2 separate regions of the Sus scrofa genome follow, and region 2 is linked to region 1. Evidence: chromatin contacts called from public targeted proximity ligation data. All regions are on one chromosome and are shown on one strand. The core of a region is the stretch at or near the end of the contact, and the rest is flanking DNA. Distances in the headings are between cores, read along the strand shown. Region 1 overlaps LOC102158034 (a long non-coding RNA gene). Region 2 has its middle 360 kb from the start of MYC.

What was found.
Region 2: a contact with region 1 is called in a targeted proximity ligation map of alveolar macrophages. A contact is called at or near these places in 2 of 2 datasets of targeted methods (alveolar macrophages and skeletal muscle).

What each region holds. Positions count from the first base shown.
Region 1 is chr4:11,149,707-11,156,370 of Sscrofa11.1, reverse strand. All of the region lies in intron 2 of LOC102158034 (a long non-coding RNA gene), which reads right to left. Among named protein-coding and RNA genes, the nearest start is that of FAM49B, 680 kb to the right of the region's middle.
Region 2 is chr4:12,096,873-12,103,266 of Sscrofa11.1, reverse strand. No RefSeq gene overlaps it. Among named protein-coding and RNA genes, the nearest start is that of MYC, 360 kb to the left of the region's middle.

The sequences.
Region 1 (6,664 bases), core at 886-3,385:
GGTCTCACTAAGCTAAGTGCACCGCAAAGAAGATGAACTCCATTCTTTGTGAGTTATTTCACAACATTTCATCATTTAAAATATACACAAAAAAAATTAAAAAAATAAAATATGAAAACCTATCATCTGGCAAGAACTTGAATGGCATCATCTAGAGAAAATTTGAATTAACTGATGTAGAATGAAATCTAAGATCAACCTAAATGCTCTATCTTTAAGTGCATCTTGCCTCTTGAAATAAATTAAACATTGAAATTCAAAAAAAATAAAAAATAAAAAAATAAAATATACACAAAAATATATTAAAATATTTTTTAATTTTTAAAAATGTTTTTTATTATAGTTGATTTTTAATGTTGTGCCAATTTCTGCTGTACATCAAAGTGACCCAGTCATGCATATATATATATATATATATATATACACTCCCTTTCTTATATTATCTTTCATCATGGCCTATACATAGTTTAGCAAATAGCATCCCTGGTTTTCATTCTGAGCCTTTAAGAGAAAGAAAAAGTCAGGCACAATTTCCCTGAGTTTGCTGAAGAAACTAAGGCTCTTAGAGGTTAAATGATTTGCCTGAGTCCACTAAGTGACATAGTTTGATGATTGTATGACTAGATCTTTTGCCACTTTTGTCCTAGAACATTCTGCTCTTTTAAAATCATCATCACTTTTCCTCCACCCTCCACCTTAATTTTCTCCAGAGGAGGGGGAAAAAGCACAAAACTCAAAGAAGTATGATACCTCTAGGGATTTTTCATGACTCACTAAAATAACTGGACAGATCCTCTGGGAAAGCGAGTCAGAGTAAATAATGTGGGAAGATCTTAGTCTTCCTCTGAACTGACTGGATAGGACATTCTCTGATTGACATTCTCAGATTCCCACAAGGAGAATAAAGCTCCTTGCCTCTCAACGATGGAACCCTGAGCTGAGAGGCATCTTTAACTTTTCCAAGAAAATGGAATCACTGCCACAAAGAAGTGGTCTTTGCTGCAAGGCACAACTGAGTCCATACAAGGTCCCCTGCAAAGAAGGCCCCCAGATGCCAGGTCTGGCTGTGGTCAAGTAGAATAGACACACTGCATTCCAGTCATTGTTAGGGTAGCCAGTCTTTAATTTCACTTCAAAACATTTTTATCAGACAACTAGAATTTGATAGATGAGGCACATATGATTTCACAATAAATGTATGTTTTGTGTTGAGTTGTTCATAATAACATATATTCCCTAGTGGAGTTTTGAGAACACAGAATATAGAATACCAATGGGCAAGTAAAACCATGCCCACGGGTCCTAAGACCATCTCTGATACAGGAGCACAATTCAACACTCAAGAGTTTGGAAGAGAGCGTGTTATCAGTAATACTATTATGCTTCTGAATAAGGGTGAATTTATTAGTTTATATAATAATACCAACAACTGAGTTTCAAAAAACTATAATAGCGCCAGAGAAAAGAATCAGACACAATTTTATTCTTAAGAAATAACTATTTAGGAGTTCCCGTCGTGGCTCAGTGGTAGGCAAATCCAACTAGAAACCATGAGGTTGTGGGTTCGGTTCCTGCCCTTGCTCAGTGGGTTAATGATCTGGTGTTGCCGTGAGCTGTGGTGTAGGTTGCAGATGCGGCTCGGATCCCACGTTGCTGTGGCCCTGGCGTAGGCTGGCGGCTGCAGCTCCGATTCGACTCCTAGCCTGAGAACCTCCATATGCCACGGGAGTGGCCCTAGAAATGGCAAAAAGACCAAAAAAAAAAAAAAAAAGAAGTAACTATTCAGTGCTATTAAAGTTACTGATTTAAGTACCTAATCAGTACAGTGTTCTGTGCTACATACAAGAGATAAAGAGTTTGAGAAGCAATGCCCATCCTCAAAGAGAGACTGATATATCCCTACGTACAGACCATGGGGCGATGCCATAGCAGTTGTTGGCACTGTGTGCTATTTTAGAACAAATGTGAGAGTGACCAGTTCTGCATGGGGGGCAAATCTGTGAAGAGAAATCCAACAAATGTTTGAGGCTGTGGGGATGGCCAGTAAAATCAATCAGCCTCGGTCCTGTTAGATGGTCTTCCAAACCCCAACTCAATGACCAGTGGCTGATTCAGTGACCACACAGACACACAGACTTACTTAACTGCCAGCCTGTTCTGGCTCAAGCTAGCTTCATGTGATGAATTTCCTTTTGCATTTAGTTCTCTTCTTCCATTTCACAAACTGAGGTCAGGAAACTGGTCCAGGATGTGATTAAGTCAACTCTTGAGTCTCACAAATTTCTCACAAGGAGGAAAGATAATTGCATGTGCAGGGAAAGATTTCTGGGTTCAAGGATAATAGTCTCAATGGAAACAGTGACAAAAGCTTTACTACTCAGACTTTGCTTCTTCCAGACCAGCTGAGCAAGAGATTTCTGACATTTAATGCTGGATGAGCATTATTTCCTCCAACTGATCAAGAATAATATAATATTACATGGCCTTATATAGTGAATCTTTGGTCTCTGGCCTCTCAGGATGAGTCAATTAAGCTTTACGTGATCCATCAATAAACAATACCAGGTCTTAACATTAGGCACTGGGGGATCAATAATAAAGAAACAATGATTCTTATCTTCAAATCTTGTCTAAAACATGGAAGAGACAAGTACCAAACTAGGTCTGATTCCAGAGTGCTAATGTGAGCCGAGGAGGCTGCCAAATTCTAGGTGCTGGACTGGAGGAAAGGGTAGGAAAGACTTCCTAGAAAAAGTAGCATCTAAGCTAAGCCCTGAAATTAAATGCAAGGGATATGTAGGTAAAGAAGGGTTAAGGAAAGGGGCATTTCAGGAAAGGAAGTAGTAAAAACTAAGGCTCTAAGCTCCAAAAAACAAGACCTTAAAGAAATTCAAAATAGATGTAACATAGGGAAGACAAAATATTGAGTCAAATTATAAAATGAAACCTTCAATCACTGCACAACTATAAATGTAATAAAATTCACTAATTTAAAAATAAAAAATAAAAAAATAAAATGAAACCTTCAAAACTATTAGCTTTTATCCAGTCCGTAACTCATTGTCAATTGCTTCTCTCTCCAATGAGAGAGAAAAAAGAGACAGGGTAGGAGAGGGACATTATTATTTGGATTCTTAAAAACAATATTGTAAAAAATCAGGGGAAAATGTGTAGCCAATATAAAATATTGAATAGAGGAATAATTATATTTTAACACAGTAAAAAAAAGAGAGAGAGAGAGATTGAGAATGGAGAGAGATAATTACAGAGTTATGTGCTGGCCAGGTCATACAGGTCAGATTTATTTTGAAGGCAGAAAAAACTTTGAAGGTTTTTAATAGGGTGATGAGAGAGAGAGAGTGTGTGTGTGGGGGTGTGTGGGTGTTGGTGTTGCTATTTTTGTTGCTGTTAAAGAGTACCCATAAGCTCCTGTTGGAAAGTGGGTTAGAGGAAGTGAAGATTGAAGTTAGAAACCAATTAGAAGGTTGTTTTGGTGGCCCAGAAAGGAAATGACAGAGTCTTGAAATTTTTTTAAATGGCAGTGTATTAAAAAACATTAGTACAATAAAGAATCTCTAAGGATTTGGAGAGAAGAATTGATAGTTAATTGAATGTTGGAGCTGAAGGAGAGGGAGGAATCAAGGCGAATATTTAAGCTTGGAAATTGGGCAGGTAACAGTCCTATTTATTAAAGACGGTAAAACTTGGTTTTTAATGGATTTTTTTTTTATATTTTTAGTACCCATAACAAATAAGTGATAATTTGCAGCCTTCGGGAACCAGAGCCCTGAAACTAAGTTATCTTTTCACCTGACATGAAGTCATCTAATTTAATACTGATTCCTTAAATATATACAAGGGAGGATGTCAGACACAAAAGGTCACATTGTGATTCAATTTATATATGAAATATCCAGAATAGGTAAGTCCATAGAAACAGAATCCAGGTTGGTGGTTGCCAAGAGCTTGAAAGAACATATTTTTCAACTTGATAGACATGACGGTTTCACAGCAATATGAATATACTAAGCACCACTGAATTGCTCACTTTAAAATGGTTAATTTTTGATACCCAAAGCAATCTACACATTCAATGCAATCCCTATCAAATTACCCATGGCACTGTTCAGAGAACTAGAAAAAAGTTTTAAATTTGAATGGAAACACAAAAGACCCCAAAGAGCCAAAGCAATCTTGAGAAAGAAAAACAAGAACTGGAGGAATCAGGCTCCCTGACTTCAGACTATACTACAAAGATATAGTCACCAAAACAGTATAGTACAGGCACAAAAACAGACATATAAATCTATGAAACAGTATAGAAAGCCCAGAAATAAATCCATGCACACATGGCCAAATTAATCTACGGCAAAGGAGGCAAGAAAAGTGGACAAAAGACAGTATCTTCAATAAGTGGTGTTAGGAAAACTGCACAGCTACACATAAAAGAATGAATTTTAGAACATTCTCTTACACTATTAACAAAAATAAATTCAAAATGGATTAAAGACCTAAAGAGAAGGCTGGATACTATAAAACTCTTAGAGGAAAACATAGAACACTCTTTGACATAAATCACAGCAATATTTTTATGGATCAACCTACTACAGCAATAAAAATAAAAACAAAAATAGACAAATGTGACTCAATTAAAAGCTTTTGCAAAGGAAACCATTTAAAAAATGAAAAGACAACCCACAGATTGGGAGAAAATCTTTGCAAATGAAGTGACCAACAAGGGAAAGGATTAATCTCCAAAATATAAAAACGTCTCATACAGCTTTATATCAAAAAACCAACAGTCTATTTCAAAAATGGTCAGAATATCTAAATAGACATTTCTCCAAAGAAGACACAGATGGCCAAAAAGCACATGAAAAGATGCTCAACATCACTAACTATTAGAGAAATATAAATAAAAACTGCAATGAGGTATCACCTCACACCAGACAGAATGGCCATCATCAAAATGTCAACAAACAATAAATACTGGAGAGGATATGGAGAAAAGGGAGTAATGTGAATATTACTAAGCCATGAAAAAGAACAAAATAATGCCATCTGTAGCAATGTGGATGGACCTAGAGATTATCATACTAAGTGAAATAAGTCAGACAGAGAAAGACAAATATCATATAAGATCACTAATATGTAGACTCTAACAAAAATTATACAAAAAAATTTATTCGAGTTATTTCAAAATCAAACTTATGGTTTCTGAAGGGGAAACGTGGCAGGGGAGGGGGAATTAGGAGACTGGGATTAACAGATACACACTACTATATATAAAATAGATAACCAACAAGGATCTACTACACAGCACAGGGAACTCTACTCAACACTGCGTAGTAACCTACATGGGAAAAGAATTTTAAAAGGAATAGCTCTATGTATATGTAGAACGGAGTCATCTTGCTAGACACCTGAAATTAACACAACATTGTATGTCAACTGCACTCCAACAAAAAAAAAAATCTTTACATGATTAATTTTATGTTACAATGGCTTAAAATGGTTAATTTTATGTTAAATTTCATCTCAATAATTTTTTTAAAAATACACAGGGGAGAAATAATTACACCAAGGTTGGCGGTCCTACTTCACCTTGGCTCAGTATCTTATTTAGACATGAGGGATATTTGATTCCTGGTCTTCCTCAACTCTTTCAGGAGACCCTCTTGTTTTACACAGATGTAATGCTGGGCCCTGACAAAATCAATGTTATAACCAGAGAAATAGATGAACTTTCAGAATAAAGAAAAAAAAATGGTTCTTTTGAACCATGACTAGAATCTCTTTGACACTTTGATGATTTCATGGAGGAAAGAACAGCCATGGATGTGCTGAGGTTTCTGTCTGGAAGTTTTATCTTCTTTCTCTTACAGTCAGTTTTTCCCCTGACTTGCAGGCCATTTCGTGAGTGCTAAAGCAGTTGTGGGACCACCTTATGGCCTCTCCTCCCACAATAACCTGTCGCAGGGGCTCTCCAAGGACCCGCTGCGTTTACAGGGTATCCATTTCAAAGATTGGCTAATTGCTCCACAGGCTGCAAAAAGTGCACTCTCCAATCATAAAAGGGAAACACTCTGGCTTTTCCCAGGCCACAAAGCATGACCAAGTTGATTAGGACTCATAATTCACACTCCTGATACCTGAGCTTGATCCTCAGAGAAACAGCTGCCCTATAAAAGCTGAGACAAAGCACGTATATCAGGCTGTTCAGGCTGCCCTAGTCACAGCTTTGCATCCACAATAAATGGCCTCTGCCACGTCTGGATTGGGGCCGTGCTGGAAATGAAACAATAAGAGTAGAAAATCACCTTTATTTATTGAGTTCACCTACCCTTAACATCAAATCAAATCCTAGCCTATGCAGCTCAGAGAATCCAAAGAACTAAAGATGGAAATACTTCAGGGGACCAGGGATCCTCTCCCGGCACCTTGCCCTGGACTTTCCCCCACAGGACACACTTCTTCCGTGTCCAGATCTCCAACACCTGAAGTGACCAAACAACTGGTGCCCTACGGTGACACACCCCACTAGTTCTGATGGGTCCCACCAAGTAGAGGTCCAGTGCCTCGAGAAGGAAGACTTGTAAATGGAATGCAATGACAACCAAGCATCATGACAAAAGACACAAAGAAGTGTTCTGTGGCCTTCATG
Region 2 (6,394 bases), core at 1,012-3,511, 950 kb before region 1:
GTGTCAAAAATCAAACTAGGCAGGGGCACCTGGAGTAAATAGTAAACATTCCTTTTGGTCACCTTCCAATCCCACTTTGACACTAATATTTAAGGGGTGATATTAGTGAGAATGTTTTGGAGAATGTTATTAGTTGGGCTCAATCCAGTCTGGGGATTTTTGGGGTACAACAAATGCTGCATGGATTTTCACTTTATAGATTCTTCCCTACTCACCTCCCCCAAGATATTTACAGTGGAATGTAATTCTAATTAGAGTCGGGGGCATAGTGCTTTAGACATAGTAGGAACATATTTGCTGTTGATTGACTTACTTCAATTGTATTCTTGCTGGTCATTTATTTATTCATTTGCTCATAATCAAAATATGTGGAGGTGGTTCTATTTGCCAGGCACTACACTCTGTGTTATGTATCATTGTGGACATAAAAGAGGAAGCTATCGCTTGTCCTGCGGCAGGGACAGGTTTTCAGCAGAGGAAATACTTGAGAAGGGTTTCAAAGTAGGAATAGGAGTTTGCTGGCCAACCGTGGGGGAAGAGCAGTTCATAAAGGAGAGGCACCAATAAACAACATAGGAAATACAGGAAGAGGGAACTAGATCATGGGGTTGAAAGAAAGTCATGACCTGGACGGACTGACTGACTCAAGTTGTCCAGTATGCACAAAATTATAAATACTCATTAGAGAAAGTTCTCCTTTTGCTCTGAGTTCCACTAAGACACGGACTTACTCCACAAAAATTTATTCGACAACTACTATGGGCTTTGCACTGTACTGCGCGCTAGGAATATAACACTCACAATTTCTCTTTGGCCATTTTCCAAAGGCTCAGTAAACAGTATTAAAGTTTAACTTGGCATTGATCACCATTTTCTTCAACCCATGACAAAACATTTTTTTTTTTTAAGGGACATCTGTTGTGAGGATGGCACTAGTTCTTATGTTCTAGATAATGCAAGGGAGCATCTGACCCGCTCTTGCATTGCCTTCTCAAAGTACACATCTAGATATCAGTGTGACTCACTGTTTTATCTATTAACAATATGTCAATAGGATCAAACTCCATCTTGTGATAGATAACTCATGAAGGCTATAATGATCAGCTCTTTTTTTTCTACAAGAGAGAAATGACTTGGTTACACCACGAGTTTTATAGAACGTGAGGGAGAAACATGGTGGCTGGCACCCAGACCAATGCCTCCGTAAATAAAATATCCATGTCACAGTCAGTCCATAACCAAAACGACAGTGGGGTAGGCCCTGAAGTCAGTGTTGTGACAGTCCCATCTCCTGCCCCCTCACCCCTCCACCCCCTCACCCCTCCCACCCCACCTCCTCCTCCCCAGCTCCAGAAGTTAAAGGGCAAAATTTCAATTTCAGACATCCTGCTTTTGGTCTTGCTCAGCTTGCCTGCCTGATGTCTTACCACCTATCAGTCTTCCAAAAAGAGACACTTCGCGGCATTCTAGAATCGCCTTTGGAACAGCCTTCTCACTTGGTACTCTGAATGTCTTTTTGGTTGACAAAACCCCAAACCCAGATGGGCAATTAGGGATTAAGGACACCATGGTTTGGGGTTTATTTCAGCTAATTGGCCTCCTTTGTGAAAGATCTGTGACAACTGGCCTGAATAATCCTCCCTCTTTAGCAGTAGTAAGTCTTCACCTTCTGTGTAGTGGGGATGTCCAAGGCTGTTTTGACTGGTGTATCCTACTGAGTTGTAAATCTGAAAAGGTATTGTAGACGCCCCATTGGTTGTTGGGAACAATAAACAGGATAAAGCCCCTGCGGTCTTGCCGTCTGCCTCTTCACAGTCAGCATTCAATTTAAGTTAGGTAATTTTATTTTCTAGAACCTGCGTATCCCTGACTCTTACACACAGCAGGATGCACGCAACGCCATTCTTCTCTGTAGCTGATGGCACATGGCTTGTGAGGCCTTCCTTTTTTTTTTTTTTTTTTTTTTGTCTTTTTGCCTTTTCTAGGGCTGCTCCCGTGGCATGTGGAGGTTCCCAGGCTAGGGGTCTAATCGGAGCTACAGCTGCCGGCCTACCCAGAGCCACAACAATGAGGGATCCGAGCCGCGTCTGTGACCTACACCACAGCTCACGGCAACGCCAGACCCGTAACCTATTGAGCAAGGCCGGGGATCGAACCTGCAACCTCATGGTTTCTAGTCAGATTTGTTAACCACTGTGCCACGAAGGGAACTCCAGAGGCCTTCCTTTTTTCTGGATGGGTTTTAGAAGTGGACAGGAGGAGGATGTGGTCTGTACACAGTTACTCAGAAGGCTCTGCCAACTATGAGTTCTTTGCTGGCTGGAGCACTCGGCTCTGAAACATGCTGCAAGATCGAAATGGGCTTTTGGGGCTGAGTTATGCTCTCAGTTACACTCGTGTGACAAAGATTGCTATCTTGACTCTTCAAGCCAAGGAGGGAGGGGTCTATGTGGGCAGGGGGCAGAACGGGGAATTAGATGTCCTTAGACGTGGCTCTTAGAGTTCTTCAGAAATAAGAGGTTATAGCCGGGTTTTGCTGGGGGGTCAAGGTGGGCGGAATGAGCTCATAAGCCAAGTACAAACCCAGACAAGGAGGAAGTGAATTCACATTCTTGCTTTCTACTAAGGCAAGAAAAACAAAACAAAACAAAACCCACCGACCTGTTCCCAAGAGCTCATTTTCCATCTCTGCTGGGCTCATCAGAGTGCAGCGCGAGTCTGCACAGAGGCCTTGGTGGGAGAGGGCTGGTGAAAGCTCACCTTTGGAGCCCCTGCCTTTTTTATATGAAACATGCCCCGGACTCTCCTGAGGGCCCCGCTTATGGTGGATGCAGCCTGCTGGGCCACAGAGGGAAACTGCAGGGGGTGTCCAAGTTCACATGGCCCACATTCCAGGGGAATGTTTTTGACATTGAGCAATAGAAGGGCTCTGCCAGGTTTGGGTCTGTCCGATTGGAATGCAACCGAAAAGGAAAGTCCCGGAGTGATTCAGATTCTCACCTCCCCACAACCTCTTCTTGTTTTTTTTTAATTCCTTTTAATTCTCTGATGACGAACTCAGCCCAGCACGCCTACTGACCCCATAGCCCTTGTTGGTGCTGATAAAAGTGCAACTGCCTGGGAGATAGGAATGTAAATCAGAATATTTTGTTGAGTCATGTGTACTCTGCGGCTCTTTCCCAAACATTGCATCAGACCCGTAATTGGCAGCTCCCAGGACTCTGCTGGGTGACATTGAATGTCCAGGAAAAGCTCAGTCCGTTTCTCGACAAAATGTACTCTCACTCACTCCATCTGCCTGGTGGTAATATCCTGTTCTTAAGAAAGCCGAACCCCTGGACGGAGCAGAGGCACAAACCGGTTTTGTAGATAAGTTTGAAAAATAAGACAATTGGCCTTTCCCACCCACTCGGGTCTCTTAGCAACAAGACAGCTGATGGTATCCACCCGGGGGGAATAAAGGCACAGAACATGTGGGGGAGCCTGTCTGAATTCCTGCCCGCCGTCTGATTTATTGAAATCTTCCTGCATTCTTGGGTGTGGAGACCCAGGAGCCACGTCATAAGAGCTTTCCCCTGACCTTCTCATGACCCCCGCAAATGAGCAGATAGAGGAAAAATCTCAGCATGGAATGGACATTTTTCCTCTGTGAGAATCTGCTTTATCTGAGGGGGCCATTTCCTTTGATCTGGGGAGTCACCATTTGAAAACTTGAATGTGTTTCTAGAGGGAGGCAGGCTGGGATGGGACTCTGGAGAGAGCATCAGACTTGGGATGGGGGGGGATGTCTGATGTCCCCGGTGCTCTCTCCCTGTGGGACCCCAGGCAGGAAACCCCTGTGCTCTCCCCTCCACCCAGCACTGGCGTTCTCAACTGCAAAGTAAGGATGCTGCATTGGATGCCTTTCAGCACTGAATCGGCGATGAGTGTCTCTGTGTGTGTGAGTGTGTGCATTTATATCAACTTTCTATTCTAACATGTGAGAATTACTGAGTGGTAGAGCAAGGCCGTGAGGCCAGATCTGGCAAAGTCGGAAGCCTGTATCCATAACCACTGTGCTCTCCTCGGGCTGTGCCCACAGAGGAGCCACAGCATGGGTATCTTATGTTGTATCTGGGGATTTTTTTTTATCGATATCTATGAGTCCATGGGAGTTGAGTAGACCTGGGATGTTGCAGAGGATTTAGGCTTTAAGTCAGAGGGATCTGGGTTCATATTCTTGGTCTGCCTCTTAATATTCATATGGCCTTGGGATGCTCAACTATGACATGGGAATAACAAATCCTATGTGTTGGAGTTCCCGTCGTGGCTCAATGGTTAATGAATCCAACTAGGAACCATGAGGTTGCGGGTTTGACCCTTGGCCTCAATCAGTGGGTTAAGGATCTGGCATTGCCGTGAGCTGTGGTGTAGGTGGCAGACATGGATCAGATCCTGTGCTGCTGTGGCTGTGGCGTAGGCCGGTGGCAATAGCTCTGATTAGACCCCTAGCCTGAGAACCTCTATATGCCATGGGTGAGGCCCTAAAAAGACAAAAGACAAAAGACAAAAGACAAAAAAAAACCACCACCAACAACAACAACAACAAAAAAAGTCTTGTGTGTGATCTAGTTGCTCCTAGGATTAGGGAAATGATGTCTATAAAACACCTGGCACGTGCCTGCTCCATAGAAAGTGCTCAGTAAAAAGGGGGATTGAGGTTGAAACATTGATTGATTATAGGATCCTTGATGGGGGGACTTGCCCTAATTATCAGGTAACCCCCACAAAATATCATGACACACAGGAGACAAGTGTGAGTGTTTGTCGAACCAAGGAGATGTGACACCCCTCCCCCCAAAGAGTGATGAATTTTATGATTTCATGCTCCTGGAACTTGGTAGGGCCCTGCATTTTAGAGCATTAAATCACAGCAGAGAGAACCAATATGATCTGGCTGTGGCTGGCTGTTTTTACATTTGAAGGTTCTTCAATCATGTTCAAAACATGAACATTTGCTTTTGACACTGTTTTGAACATTTTGGGGGGGCCATATATTGTCAGAGTGTTTCTCCCTCTGTCTTTCTCTGTCTCTTTCCTTTTTATTAAGCACTTACTATGTAGCAGGTACGGGGCCAGTTGTTTTACATTTATTATTTCAACTACATCCTCATAGCAACTGTGTCAGATAGGCTTTGTTATTCCCATCTCACAGCTGAAGATCTTGAGGTTCAGAAAGTGGGAGTCACCCAAGACCACTGTTAAGACCACAACTCATAAATGGCAGGGCAAAAATTTAAGCTCAGCTCCCTCTGACTATTCAATGGAGGTGAGGTAGGGAGGGAGAGAGATCAATCCCATCTTTAGCCTTGGTCATGGAGCCCAATCTTTTGGGGGAAAAAAGCCGTCAAATCTCTTATTAATACAAGGGAACTCTGAATGCTCACTGTATTCTGGAGGAAGGTGGACAATGAGAGACCCCAGGCATCCTAGCCGAGGGTATCGTGGACCAACCAACCAACATCTAGGCCGATCTGCCGGCTGATTGGAGACACATGAGTGAGCCCAGATGAGGTCAACCCCACCCAGCTCAGACAAGAAGAATGGCCTTGCTGACCTCCACAAGAAAGCTAAGTTTGAGTGTTTTGTTACAGATCCTTACAGATGCATCTACTGTCCTGTATAGCAAATCCACACTGGAAGGTAGTACCATGACCACATCCGATGACCATCAACACTAGCTAGAGAATTTTTTTCTTTTTATGGCACCCATGGCATATGGAAATTCCTGGGCCAGGGGTCAAATTGGAGCTGCAACTGTGGCCTATGCCACAGCCATGGCAACACCCGATCCGAGCCGCCTCTGTGATCTACGCAGCAGCGTGCAGCAATGCCGGATCCTTAACCCACTGAGTGAGGCCAGGGATCAAACCTGCATCCTAACAGAGACAACGTTGGGTCCTTAAACCCCTGAGCCTCAAAGAGAACTCTTAGAGATGTTAACACACTAGATCATGAGGAGAACGTTTCTGAGGACCTCCAAAATAAGGACTTAGGAAGCTTACTCTAGAAAGTAAGGTCACTTCTAAGAACATATGCTCTACCCCCTGAGGTTTGAAGTTAGGGGGGAGAAGTGGGACAAATTCTTTGTAACTTCTATGCTTGCAATTTTTATCCCATTGTAGCTATTCGTCCCATCACCTTCTGGTGGACAGAGTGTATGTTTTCTTGAGTACTACCTTTGAACTTGGGTTTGGATGTATAACTTGTTTTGGCCAATGAATTGTAGGCAGAAGTTAGAGCGTGCCTCCAGAGGACTTCCTTTTCTGTACTTCTGCTATCACCATGATAACAGAACCCCTCAGTTGGCCCACTGGTCCCAGACAAGGATGAGAAACATGTGGAGCAGAGCCCT